Linked DNA regions of Mus musculus: region 1 is linked to region 2. Evidence: chromatin contacts called from public promoter capture Hi-C data. All regions are on one chromosome and are shown on one strand. The core of a region is the stretch at or near the end of the contact, and the rest is flanking DNA. Distances in the headings are between cores, read along the strand shown. Region 1 holds the start of Ints7 (integrator complex subunit 7). Region 2 holds the start of Vash2 (vasohibin 2).

Evidence for each region. Promoter capture Hi-C pulls out the DNA fragments that hold promoters and counts their contacts.
Region 1: a promoter capture Hi-C map of liver shows a contact between it and region 2, with 2.5 times the contacts expected there. The contact joins the promoter of Ints7 here to the promoter of Vash2 in region 2. A contact is called at or near these places in 4 of 39 promoter capture datasets (the 3T3-L1 cell line, the HPC-7 cell line, hippocampal neurons and 1 more), 1 of 484 Hi-C or Micro-C datasets (embryonic stem cells), 1 of 115 datasets of contacts at active chromatin or transcription factors (microglia) and 1 of 9 other capture datasets (adipose tissue).

The regions. Positions count from the first base shown.
Region 1 is chr1:191,570,310-191,576,939 of GRCm38.p6, reverse strand. Ints7 (integrator complex subunit 7) reads right to left here and starts at 1,304. Exons shown (of 20, transcript NM_178632.6): 1 at 989-1,304. The coding sequence starts at 1,082. It overlaps Dtl (denticleless E3 ubiquitin protein ligase), which reads left to right and starts at 1,396. Exons shown (of 15, transcript NM_029766.3): 1 at 1,396-1,591; 2 at 6,236-6,361. The coding sequence starts at 1,540.
Region 2 is chr1:190,974,632-190,981,144 of GRCm38.p6, reverse strand. It overlaps Vash2 (vasohibin 2), which reads left to right and starts at 2,147. Exons shown (of 8, transcript NM_144879.2): 1 at 2,147-2,439; 2 at 2,558-2,964. The coding sequence starts at 2,689.

The DNA of each region.
Region 1 (6,630 bases), core at 55-2,554, 600 kb before region 2:
CCAACCTGGATGTCACAGACTTTAGTAAAACGTAAAAAACTCTTACCTGTAACTGGTTTCAAACTTGGACAAGGAACTAAGGTGCATATTTAACATGCCAAAGTCTAATTGACCTCCAGGTTCTCTCAGCATCCCCCAGTCCCTACTTGGCACACCCTGCCCCCCAGACTTGAACTTACAGATCCTTGGTTTCCAGTCCCGTTCTCTACAGGTTACACACTGGCTACAGTTAACCAAGAATTGCCTATAGTGTAAAAACCTTGGCAGGAAACTGAAGCAAAGGTCTCACATTTACACAGGACTTCTTTATGGATAGCTATCTGTCAAAGTCCCTCTTCAGCCTTTAATAAAGGCATCTTTTCGCATACCACTGCCATTTAACATTTACAACAGCTGACATACTGTGCCCACTTTGCTGACATATCGAGGCTAGATGATAATGCCGCATTCCATAATCACTTTAGTAGAACTGGAATTTAACTCCTAACCCTAAAATTTTTTCTCTTAGCTACCTGTATAAGGGGAACTAACTCGTGGAACTTGTGTGCAGAGAATGAGCGCGTTCAGCCAAGCTTTTCGGATGTTCTCATCCACATGGAACCTGCTTTAGAACGCGCAATTGACAGTCTCGCAAGACAAATCGCTGTAAAACGCTCAGAAAATCATTTGGCTCTCTTAATGAAGGCTTCACCTGCACTGAACGTTTTAAAAAATAATCTCAAAATTCAGCACTTTATCTTATTTGCTGCCTGGGAAACCAGAGACTGTGCCCCCAAGTGGTCAAAGGCATCCTCGCAAGCACGAGCCTCTGCTCCAACTGTGCAAGGCTACTCCAGCAACCCTGCATGCGCCTAAGCGCTGGCTCCAAGACTAGCAGCCGTGCTTCCCGCCCCATACATCGGCGCATGCGCCTTTCTAGCCTCTGTAGCTGCCGCCACTAGGTGGCGCCACTCCCCCCAGACGCTTCGCCCGCGTCCCTCCTCCGTACCTTTGTCCAGTTCCATAAGAGCGGAATTAGCGTCCAGCTCCTGTTCGCCATAGCCGGCATCGGCCAGGAACGACTTGGTTGAGTTTGACGCCATGACCCGGACAGTTACCCGACTCGCCCAGTCACAAAGATTGCAAACTCTACCCCAGCACCGCCATCTTCTCCCGCCGCGGTCTCGCGGATTTTTCCCTCCGCGCGCTGTCAGGCAGTGTACGCATGCGCCTCGGTCGCCCCGCGGTTCGCCAGTTCCTCTCTGGGCCCCCCCGCGCAGGCGCTCAGGGAGCCTGTGAACCTTGGGTTCCCGCGGCTGAGCGAGAGGGAGGCGGAGCTTAGGATGGGGGCGAGCCTTCGAGGCGCCAGGACGCTGCGACGAGAGCCAATCAGAAAGCGTGACGTCAGTTTGGCGCGGAGTTTGGCGGCCGGGGCTCTTAGTGGCGGGAGTTGGAGGCGAAACCGCGCCGCGTTGTGGAGGGTGCAGACGGCGGCTCCTGTGGAACTTGGGGGCGATCTTCTCGGCGTTCCCCTCAGCTGAGCCTTCTCCTCAGGCCCAGATGCTCTTCAACTCGGTACTCCGCCAGCCGCAGCTCGGCGTCCTGAGGAACGGTGAGTAACGGCCCCAACGGCCGCTGGCCGTGGCGGGAACCACCTCCCCCCAGGCGCTCCACCTTGGATCGCTGCCGACTGTGGGCCTCCAGGTCTCCCGCGGCCGGAGCGAATCCGGGCGAGCGAGGACCGCCGAAGAACATCGTGCTTGGGTTCCTTCCGGACGCTTTTCACCGTAATCGAGCTTTTTAGTTCGGAACGGAGGCCGAAGTTAGGACGCTCAGTGGCGTCCCGGGCCCCTGGCTGCTTACGTCAATATCGCGCGTTAACTAGAGAGTGCACGCTTGTGAGAGTCGGGGGTGGGAGACGCTTTGGCACCAGCGATGTGCCTGCCGTCTCTGCAGAACCTTAGCGATCCCTGCAAGTTCGTTGTGCACCAGCGCGCATGGCCCGCAGTTAAGGAACTCAATCTTAAGGCGCCAAAGTCCCCTCCCCCATCTCTGCAGGCTCTGAAAAGTCCTAAAATACAGACTAAAAGATGCCCATAGCCACACCCACGAGGTGACCACGGGTAATGGATGGAAGGGTATTGTTCCAAATGTGTCTTGATGCCGAGGTACTTCCAGAAATGGGATTAAACTCGTTTTTCTCTTCACGGTGGAATTCAGCCATGTTCTCCTGTTAGCATATAGAAAGCCAGCTCATCTCCTACAGTACTCTTAAAAACATTGGCAATCTGAGATGCGATTAGGCTGATGTGTTGTTAAACTAAGACCTTGAAGAGTGGTCCTAAGAATGTTGAGAAGAGGAAAAGCTCCTTGAGGTCCTGCCCGGATCTAAAACTTTGTAGTCGTATTCCCTCTGTGGATACTCTTGTAGTTACATTCTGCCTCTTTCTCTGCTCGAACTTTACAAAAGTTACTTCGCCCTGTGTTAGGAATGGCCGCCCTGCACAATGGTTGTGAGCGGTCTTCGGAGCGTCTGAGTTTCAACTCCACCTCTTTTCCTATGTGCTACATTTTCTGTCTACCCACTTTTCAGTCTGTCGTTCCGGCTTACAGATAGCCAGACAGACGTTCAGTGATAGGCACTGGCATTCATTGATTGTTACCTCCTGAAGTCTGCATCTCTTTTCCCCTCCGGTGTTGCTGGGCCTTAAATGATTATAGCCGTAAGTAAGGATTCTACTGCTGCTACACTCTTCCATTCCCTATGTTTTGGGTTAATTTCTGTAAAAGCTGTATGTATTGAACTTAATCTAGACAGTTAGGCATACAAGCATCTTATATTCTAATGCCCCAAACTGAGTTGGCTTCTTCCCAATTTTTGGGAGTGACATTATTTTAAACTGGTGTCCCCAGCTAAAACTTAGACTCCATATTCCTCATTATGACATTTTCAAAAGAAAAAAAAGAAATCCCTTAAGTCTGCTTGAATCTCTTTTTCCATCCCCACAGATTCAGCCTCTTTACCTCAAACTGAGTCTTCCATTTTCTCTATTCCATCCCCACCATTGGGCCTGATACTTTACTCCCTGATCATAACAAGCCTCTAAATGTGCCTTTAGTTTCCTTTCTCTACCGATATTTGTAAGATGGAAATATAATTACTTTTGTGAGTTTTTAAATCCATATCTAAGAATTTTTACTATAAACTTTAAACATGCAAAATTATAATTTTTAGCCTTATAGTGAGTTAGCATCTTAAGATAAATACTATTTTAGCCTTTTAAATACATCTGACACTATAAACAACTATACCAACGTGGAAGTCGTGGTCTCTGTTTTTGAAAAGGTGAGCAAATGCTTACTGTTCGATGTTTTATATGGTTGCTTTTTCTTCTGAATATTTCTATCTTAATTCTCCGCAAATTTATCCTATTGTAATTTAAAAGTTCTTGTCACCCTGTCATGCCCCATCAAAAAGCATATAAAGTGCTGTTTTCTGTGGTTTTAGTACCCAGTAGTCACAAAGGTTTCCCTTAGGATGAATTATCACCACAGTTAATTAATAGTGGGCAGTTGTTAGAAACTAAGTAACTTCTTAAAATGTTTTAAGAAAAAAGCAAAATTTTTATTGAAAGTGCATCTTTTAAAGAAATGGATTTAGGTATCTGGTGCCTTGTGGTCTCAAATTGTCTCATAGTTAGGACCTCACTAGTTTTCTATTTGGGGTTTTGTGTGTGTGTGTGTGTGTGTTTATTTATTTAGCACATGCCTTTAATCCCAGCACTTGGGAGGCAGAGGCAGGCGGATTTCTGAGTTCAAGGACAGCCAGAGCTACATAGAGAAACCCTGTCTCGAAAAACCAAAAGAAAAAAAAAAAGATTTATTTATTTATTTTTATTTATATGCGTACATTGTACTCATATACACACCAGAAGAGTGCATCAGATCCCATTACAGATGGTTGTGAGCCACCATGTGGTTGCCAGGAATTAAACTCAGGACTTCTGGAAGAGCGGTCAGTGTTCTTAACTGCTGAGCCCATATTTAAAAATTTGTAATGGACACATCTTTCAACAATGCAAGGTGTAAGATGAGGAAGGGAGAGTAGAATACCTTCCTTTTGTGGAAGTAGAAAGGAAGTGAAGCAAGTGATAGGAAAGGGAACCCCTCAACCTGTTCAGACAGAGTAGCTTTAGAAATAATGTGTGGGAGCTGTTGAATTGTCAAGGGGTTGATCCTCTGAAAATGCAAAGCCTTGTATATTTCTTTTGAGTGTGGGCCTTTAGCTGTGTATTGAAGAAAGAATGGACCTTTCCAGATGAGTATGGGTGTCTGGAAAACACTACAGGTTCATATTCATAGCATAATAAAGATCCAAAAGTATATTATGGGGAGATACAGAAATAATGAACTAAGTAGAGCTTGCTCAGTGAGTCACTTTAAATACTGTTTATCAGTCTGAATACTAGTAGAGGTAAAGAGGCAGAGTAAAGGAATTAGCTTCATTGTGAAAATATCCAAAGCAAATTGTATCTTCAGTTTTTTTAGGTTTTTTGTTTGTTTCTCTGTATAGCCCTGGCTGTCCTGGAACTCACTTTGTAGACCAGGCTGGCCTTGAACTCAAAAATCTGCCTGCCTCTGCTTTCCGAGTGCTGGGATTAAAGGAGTGCGCTACCAAGCCCGGCTTGTATCTTCAGTTTTACTCATGTGATTTCTCTTTGAATAGACTTAAAACTTCACATCATATACCTGCGTTTACATTTCTTTACAATGCAGCCTTTTGTTTTCAATTTTACTTTTTGAGTATTTGTGAACATAACATCTTTTTAGTGGTCTTTCAGAGAGTACATATTAGGTTACTTAATATCAAAAGTTAGAAGCCATGCCCCTACAAGCAATTTTAAAATCTAGACTAAGTTCCTTTTCTCCTTTCTTCTCATTCCTTCTCAAACTAGATTGAGTGATATTTCTGTTAGGCTGAAATATCTTCTCTGTTTGAGAGGGGTCGCTTTCTCATCATCTTTATCCCTTCCTTCTATTTTGCAAAAGGAAGGCATTCTCTTGTCCCCATTGTATACCTTGCATTGTCTCAGAATAGACAAACTGCTGGATGTCTGGTACAGAATTTTAAATAAACAAAACTGAGAATTGGTAGTGCCCTAAGACATGAATTTAACATTTGCAGCACTTACAACTTGTCAGCTCATTATTTCATCTGATCCTTGATCAGCAATTACTTCTTTAAAAAATGTTTTTCTTACTGAGGCTGAGCATGTTAATCTAAAAAATCTGAAGGCTTTGAGTGCTGGTATGTTCAAAAGCCTCAGGATGCCCAACCAGTAAAATGTAAGCAAATCGGAAACATCCTTGGTCTCAAAAATGTTTTGAATAAGAACATTCAACCTTTTATATTTAAATGAGCCAACCTACATGTTCATACTAATCAGATTTTAGATGATGACTTAGTATTTAGAACCGGGATGTACATTAGAAAGTTGGCTTTCTTTCTGAAATGAAAATTTACTTTGAGTTCTCTAAAGCTGCATTTCTTAGGGGCAGAGACAGACCACTTTTGAGTCATATCTCACATAAGATACTGGGTTCCTGTTAGAATTTTAGGATCCTAGAATTTCAGCACTTTAGGGAAAAGGAGTTAAATTGCTAGTCAATACAGTAACCGTTTGAGTGCTGATTGTGTTATGGTTGCAGTTTGCTTGATTTTCTCATTCATGCACTCCCAAAACGAACTTTTCATGGAAGGGAGTAACAGTTTAATCGGTAATGCTTTACTGGCTGCGTTTTACTGGTAAATCGGAACTGGATGTGGTAGAACATGCTTTTAATCCTAGCACTTGGGAGTCAGAGGTAAACAATCTTGAATTCAAGGCTAGTCTGATCTATGCCATAGTAAATTCAAGGCCAGCCAGAGCTCTACATAATGAGACTGTCTAGAAAAACAAACAAACAAACAAACAAACCTATTTATAGTGTAACCCAAATGTCCTCAGAGTGTTTTGATTTCTTCCTTAAAATGGCTTAAGAAAATAGCATAAATGTCTGGTTGATCTCCAAGTTCAAGGCCAGCCTGGTCAACAGAGTGAGTTCCAGGACAGGGCTGGAAACTGAGAAACCCTGTGTCGAAAGGAAGAAAAATAGCAGAAGAGGTGTTCTGGAGCACCATAGATAGTGAGTAGATCTGAGTTACATATGTAAAGTTCTATGTGAACAAATACTTAAAGGAACTGTTTTGTTTTAGGGTGGTCTTCACATTACCCTCTACAATCCCTTCTAAGTGGTTATCAGTGCAACTGTAACGATGAACACACGTCTTATGGAGAAACAGGAGTCCCAGTTCCTCCTTTTGGATGCACCTTCTGTACCGGTGAGAAAAGGACTAAGTACACTAAGCTTGAACAGAACATTGCTTCCTACTTAGAGGGAAAATAGACTTTGAAAGAAAAGAAATGTAGGTAGATGTTAAAATTATTCTCATAACTGATGATTTATAAGGTACAGAGATGTTTTTAAGATGAAGGTTTTTTTTTCCTAGCAATCATTTTAAAAATGTGAAAAGAAGTTCTTGTCTCTAGTCTCATAGTTTAATGGAGGAAAGGTCATAAAAAGGAACTTTAAAACCGACAGTTTCTATCT
Region 2 (6,513 bases), core at 898-3,397:
TGCTTGTTGCCCGAGGACCGTTAAGAATGTTCTGACATAGACTGGCGTTACTGTGCTCAGTGATGACTCCATCCATAGTCTCATGCCCAGGGCTCTGTCCTGGTAGGTTTAGAACCCAGGTTGCCTCCATTGATCCTCTACTGATCCTGGCTCCCACCCTGCCTGCCTCATAGAGGTTTCCATCCCAACTCCCACATAGAGCTGAGCAGCCAGAAACTAGTCCTAGGCAGGGCTCTTCCCCATGGTGTCCAGCTGGGAGATTTGCTTCCCATGGTTGACAGACAGGCTCCTAGATGTTCCAAAGAAAGTTACATGACCTAAGAGCCAAAGGGGCTCTGGTTTTCCTCACAGAGCAGATGAACTGTGTGTCCTGGGATACACAACTCAGCAAGAGACAAACCTAGACTTATTGGACCTCAGGGTCAGCAGTCTGTGGCTTCTTCCACTTTGGCTTGCTCTTTCTCAAAATAAAAGTAAGAGAGAGAGGAAGTGAGAGAGGGAGGGTGGGATGGAGGAAGCAAGAAGGAAGACACTATCACTAAGAAAAAGGTACTTTGGGCTGGTGAGATGGCTCAGTGGTTACTGGCTGGTCACCAAGCCCGAGGTCCTGAGTTTGACCCCTGGAACCTATGTGGTATAATGAGAGAATGGCCACCAGTACTTTGTCCTCTGATCTCGACACACACACACACACACACACACACACACACACACACTCCACACGTACACCTACATACTTACACACGCTCTCCAAATCCGTACACCTGCACACTTACACACGACAAATGCAAAATGTAAAAGGTTTAAAAATATTTATTTCTAATATTTTTAAATTACATGTCTTTGCATATATGTCAGAGTCAGCACAAACATGAGAGCGCAGGTGCCCAGGAGGCCCAACTTGTGTGATCCTCCTGAAGCTGAGAACGGGTGCTGAACCCAAAGTGCTGGTCTTCCTTAAAGACAGTGATCTTAACTCGCTGAACCCAATACTCCAGCCTCACGTATAAACACACACACACACACACACACACACACACACACACCACACCACACACACACCACACACCACACACACACACACACACACACACACACGGGCTGGGGGGGAGGGAGGGGGAGAGAGAGAGGGAAAGAGAGAGAGAGAGATAGAAGGAAGAAGAAGAAGAAGAAGAAGAAGAAGAAGAAGAAGAAGAAGAAGAAGAAGAAGAAGAAGAAGGGAAGGAAGGAAGGAAGGAAGGAAGGAAGAGGAGGAGGAGGAGGAGGAGGAGGAGGAGGAGGAGGAGGAGGAGGAGAAGACGACAAAGAGGAAGACGACGACAAAGAAGAGGAGGAGAAGCTGTGGGAAGGCCACTCCCTTGGCTTCAAGCATCCCTCTACAGTGACTACAGAACAGAAGGGGCTCGAATTGCCTCTCACAGCAGCTTGGGTTGAAGAACCTTGTTATCCACATCTACTAATAGAGGATTCAGGGCTGTACACACTTGTTAATCTGGGGAGAAACTTGTAATGGAGAATTTAAATAAGTATTAAAGTTGGCCTTTCCTAGAGCCACCCAGAGCCCTGTGTAGTCACTGTGCCCAGCTCCTCGACCAACACTGCTCCACCAGGCCCACTACTTCCTTATCTCATCTCCGGAGCTTAGCTGCTGCGCCTCTGCCCGAGGGAAACTGGATCTTAGTCCCTGGACAGTCGCTCCAGCTCCGCGGGGCTCCCAGGATACTGCAGCATCGGATTTCGCGTGGCAGCCCAGCTTCCCTAACTCGTATCCCCTCCCGCCCGGGAACCCTGGAACCAATCGCAGAGACGCAGAGCTCCGGGTTGTAGAGTCCCAAGCTCGGGACCCGCCCCTCTTTGTTGCGGTGTCCAATGGCCGCATTCGGAACATCGGCGGCTGCCCGGGTGACTCAGTTATATGTCACAGAATAACATTCGAGAATGGGACATGGAATGAGGCGACGACCGCCTCAACCCCAACAGCCTTCTGCAGCAATGAGGCCGGCCCGAGGTGGGTCCCCGGGCCCCGCGCGCGTCGTGGCGGCCCGCAGCTGCCACTCGCGGTGCCCGCGCGGGACCCGCGGGAAGGGGGCGGCGCTGCGCTTGCCCGGGAACCCCGGCTGGAGCCGCCCCTCTCGCGCCAGGGTTCGGGGGGCTTCCGGGAAGACGCCAGGCCTCCCTAACAAGCAGAGGCTGCTGCGGCTCCCTCGCGCCAACCCCGGGCGCTCACGTGCCCGCTCGCTGTGGGACCGTGGCAGTCCACCACATCTGGGGACCCAGGGATGCGTGAAGCTGGAGGGGACCCTCGAGTCTTCTTGCTACACAGCTGTCTTGCTTTTTCCTACCCCGTCCCCTCCTCACCCCGCGCTCCTTGCATGCCTCCCCATCCCCGAGTGCAGCTGGGTGTGAGGCTTCGTGGCGTCTTTCCAGCCGCCTTGCTAGGTAATCGGCGGGGCTGGAAGCTCGCGTTAGTCCTGAAGGGTGGGTCTGGGGCAGCGAGGCGGGAACCCCCATGCCTGTCTTATTGAGCTGCAGTGTCTGCTGTTTCCACTGCTTTCAGGCCCGGTCGGTGAGCGGGGTTCCCTTCGTGTGTCCTACGGCCGCGAGAGTTAAAGGCCACCCCAACCTCCCGCGGGGCCCTGATCCCCGGCGTGCCGGCGTCCTCCGCCCCCTTGCCGTGTGCCCCTCATCATGACCGGCTCTGCCGCCGACACTCACCGCTGCCCCCACCCCAAAATCACCAAAGGCACCCGATCCCGGAGCAGCCACGCGCGGCCCGTGAGCCTCGCCACCAGCGGGGGCTCCGAGGAGGAGGACAAAGACGGCGGGGTGCTGTTCCACGTGAACAAGAGCGGGTTCCCGATCGATAGCCACACCTGGGAGCGGATGTGGCTGCACGTTGCCAAGGTCCACCCCAGAGGGGGAGAGATGGTAGGCGCCATCAGAAACGCTGCCTTCCTGGCTAAGGTCAGTGGCTTCGCTGGAAAGGGTGGGATGGGATGGGCGGGTTGGCAGGGATGGGACCTGCTCAGCCCATCCTTGGCAGGGCAGGGAGAAGAGACCTCGTGTCCAGCTACTGAGTCCTGTTCTGCTGCCAAGAGGAGCAGGCAGGGGGCTTGCTGGCTAAGCTCTGAGGTTGGGCTGAGCCAAATCCATTATGTATTCAGCTCCTGTAATATCTTCATCAAAAGCTAATGTCACCAGGTCAACACCAACCACTCCAAGAAAGCATAGAACCCCAGGGTCCACCCTATCTGCCCTCCGTGAGTGTTTTACCTCCCCCCCCACCCCCAGGTCTCCCTAGCAAATGACTTATGGAGTGAATTTGTAATCAATCAGCCAGACTTCTCAGTGTGAATCATTCCTAGAGTTTTTGCTAACCATCTTCATCTTCATCATCACACTCTTCCTATCCTTTTATGACAGTGATTTTTGATTTTTACCTCTGAAGCTTACAGAGAACAGTGACCTGTCCCTTACCAGCTTAATCTGGCGCCAATGAAGCATTTGGCTGTGGCTTAAAGGGACTTTCCAGGACACTGGATGAATTAGTCTCTGGAGTAAAGGGAGACACCAAGTGACCCTCTCTTTTTTACTCGGGAGAGCAGCCAGGGAGCAACTGAGCTCAGTGGCCAAGGATATGGTTACAGAGAGACATGTTCTCTGGTGGGAGTGTCGTGTTATATAAAATGAAAACCTGGAGTGTGGCCATGGAGGTGGCTTCCCTGGACCCCAGGGATCCCGTTTGCTGAGCAGGACTCCTGAGAGGTGCAGGAATCACATATCCCAGAGACATGGCAGCAGTCAGTCCCGGTCCTGGCTGGCGACAGCTGAGCATGCAAGCCTGCAGGCCAGAAGGCTGTGTGTGTCCTTGGGGAAGTGGAGGATGTTCTCTGCTTCCTGCTTCATCGTGTTTTATTACTTTGCTAGGCAGGGAGTTTATTCTGTCCAAAGGATAGGAGCTTACCTGCGCTAGAAGCTTGTCTGTGGGAGTATCAGCAGTAATAATCCTTGCTCTTGAACTCGGGCAGCCCTGGCTCTGACTTCAGCATCTTTCTCTGCTTACCATGAGTCACCAGAGTCTTTAAACATGAGAGAGTTGGGCAGAGGGAGTGGAGACTGAATGCCACTGTTTTGAGCAGGCTTTCTGAATCCTGCACCTCACTCACTGTGCCTTCGTTTTTACCCCAGCTCCATGTGCGGGGAGCCCTTCTCCATGTGACAAGCATTGGATCTTACTATTGAAGATATCTCTCGAGTCCTGAGAGTTAGGCAGGAGTGTGATTGAGACAGTGGGACACTGCCTTTGTTCTCTGTGGCCTCCTCTCCCTTCCCTCTCTCCTCTTTGCTCCTTCCCGTTCCTTCTTTTCCTCTTTCTCCTCTTTTTTCTCCGCCTCTCTCTTCTTCCACTTCTTCGTCTTTCTTTTCCACTTCTTTTTCGTGTCTGTCTGCTCTTGGCTAGGACTGTGGCTGGTTTGCCACAGATGCAGTATTCGAAGTATCCACCAGGTAATTTAGAACATAGGTTTCTACTCCCCAAGACTAACACCTGATGCTTCCAGGATTGTAGCTGAGTACTTCCTTTTTATAAAAGGATATTCTGCGCAGGAATGGTGGTGAAGATCTGAACTCTAAACACTCAGGAGGGAGAGGCAAAAATTATAAATTCAAGGCTACCTTGGGCCCCACAGTGAGTTCAAAGCCAGCCTAGAATGTGTACTGAGACCTTGTTTCAAAAAAAGAAAAAGAACATTCACTTTTCTTATAAGTATCTTTTGTATTTTCATTGTAACCAAGAGCCTCCGGACAGTTGCTGATAAGCCGGGACTCCCTCAGCCCAGTGCAGGCACTTGTCTGCTTTTAAGTTTGTTGCTTTTGTTTTGTTTGTTCATTTTCTGAGACAGGGTCTCACACTGAAGCCTTGATTGTCCTGGAACTGGCTGTGTAGACCCAGCTTACCTCTAACTCATAGATGTCTGCCTGTCTCTTCCTCCTGCCTGGTCTTTTTCATTTATTTTTTTTTAAAATTTGAAGATTTATTTTGTGTATGGGTGCTTTGCTGGCATCTGTGTCTGTACACCATGAATACCACACAGGTCAGAAGTCTGTTGGATCCTCTAGAACAGGAGTTAGAGACAGTTGTGAGTCTCCATGGGCACTGGGAATTGAACCCAGTTCTCTGCAACATCAGCCAGTGCTCTTCACCACTAAGCCATCTCCCCAGCCCCGTTTCCGTTCTTTGACAGGGTCTTGGTTATATCTGAGGCTAGTCTTCATTATATCTGAAGTTAGCCCTCAAATTTATGATCCTCTTGCCTTAGCATTCTGAATTCTGGGCTTATAGCATGTCCCACCACCCCCAGTGATGAGGGGTCTTTTAACTTGAATAATACTGTATGATTTCATTTCCCAGTATTGCTAATATGGTTGTTGTTTGGTTTTGGTTTTTGAGAGGTTCTTGTGTAGCCTAGGTTAGTCAAAAATTCACTCCACTGAGGCTAGACCTCCTGGCTCCACCCTTCCCAGTGGTCACTGACTCTCAATAGCTGTCTTTCCATCTCTAACCCCATCACTGGCACCTCCTGGCCTCAGTATCCCTCAAACCCTGGCTCCTGCCCAGGCACAGGCGTGTCGAGCTGCTCTGTTAGACACTGTTCCTCTCCAACTCCAGTCTCTCCTGGGGCCAAGTCATCATCCTCTAGCCAAGCCAACACCATGCTGTGAGGAATTTGCACCGAAGAAGGGTGGTGGGACTGTGAGCAGTGAAGGAGGACTGGTGAATTTGGGAGTAGCTACTGCAGCAACAGAATGTGGGTTGAGGTAAGATAGTATCTGGAGCAAGTTCCCAGGGTCTGAGAACGCATGGATGGCGTGTCCAGGACGTTCTGATAGGGGCCATAGTAAGTTCTGCTTGAAGGCTTGGGTGGGTGGAGGTGGCTATCACTTGAGATCTTCTTTCCAAATTTTGTCTGCATTCTTCTTCACAAGTGTTACTGAGCCACTCAAGCACCTGACCAAGCCAGGCTTTTACTGGGATAATTTAAGAAAAAGATCAAAAGTCACTGGGGTTACACAGGATAGGCAGAGAGTGACAGAGAGGCAGGTGCAGAAGGAGCAACTGGCCCTTCTAGGTCTGGCTTTAGGGCCTCCTAGTGTCCAGAGGTTAACTCTGCTGAGGCAGGACACCAGGGCCCTCAGCAGGAAACATCACTATGTTTCCTGCAGCCCCTACCTCATTTTCACATGTGTCTCATTTTCACAGTGATTCCAAATTTGGAAAGAGTTCACATTAGAGGGCTGAGAGCCGCCTTTGTGATGTGTGAGCAGAGATCTGAGACTCTCCACAGACTCTCCCCCTGCACCCTGTGCTCTCAGGATGCTCCCTCCCTTCTGTGTCCTGGATTTAGAACTATCCCTCTTGTCTGACTGAATCCTCCCAAGGTGTGACTCCAGGACCTCAGTCCCAGATCACAAGCTGGGCCCTTTGATGCAGGAGCCTGGGGCTATCCTGGAATT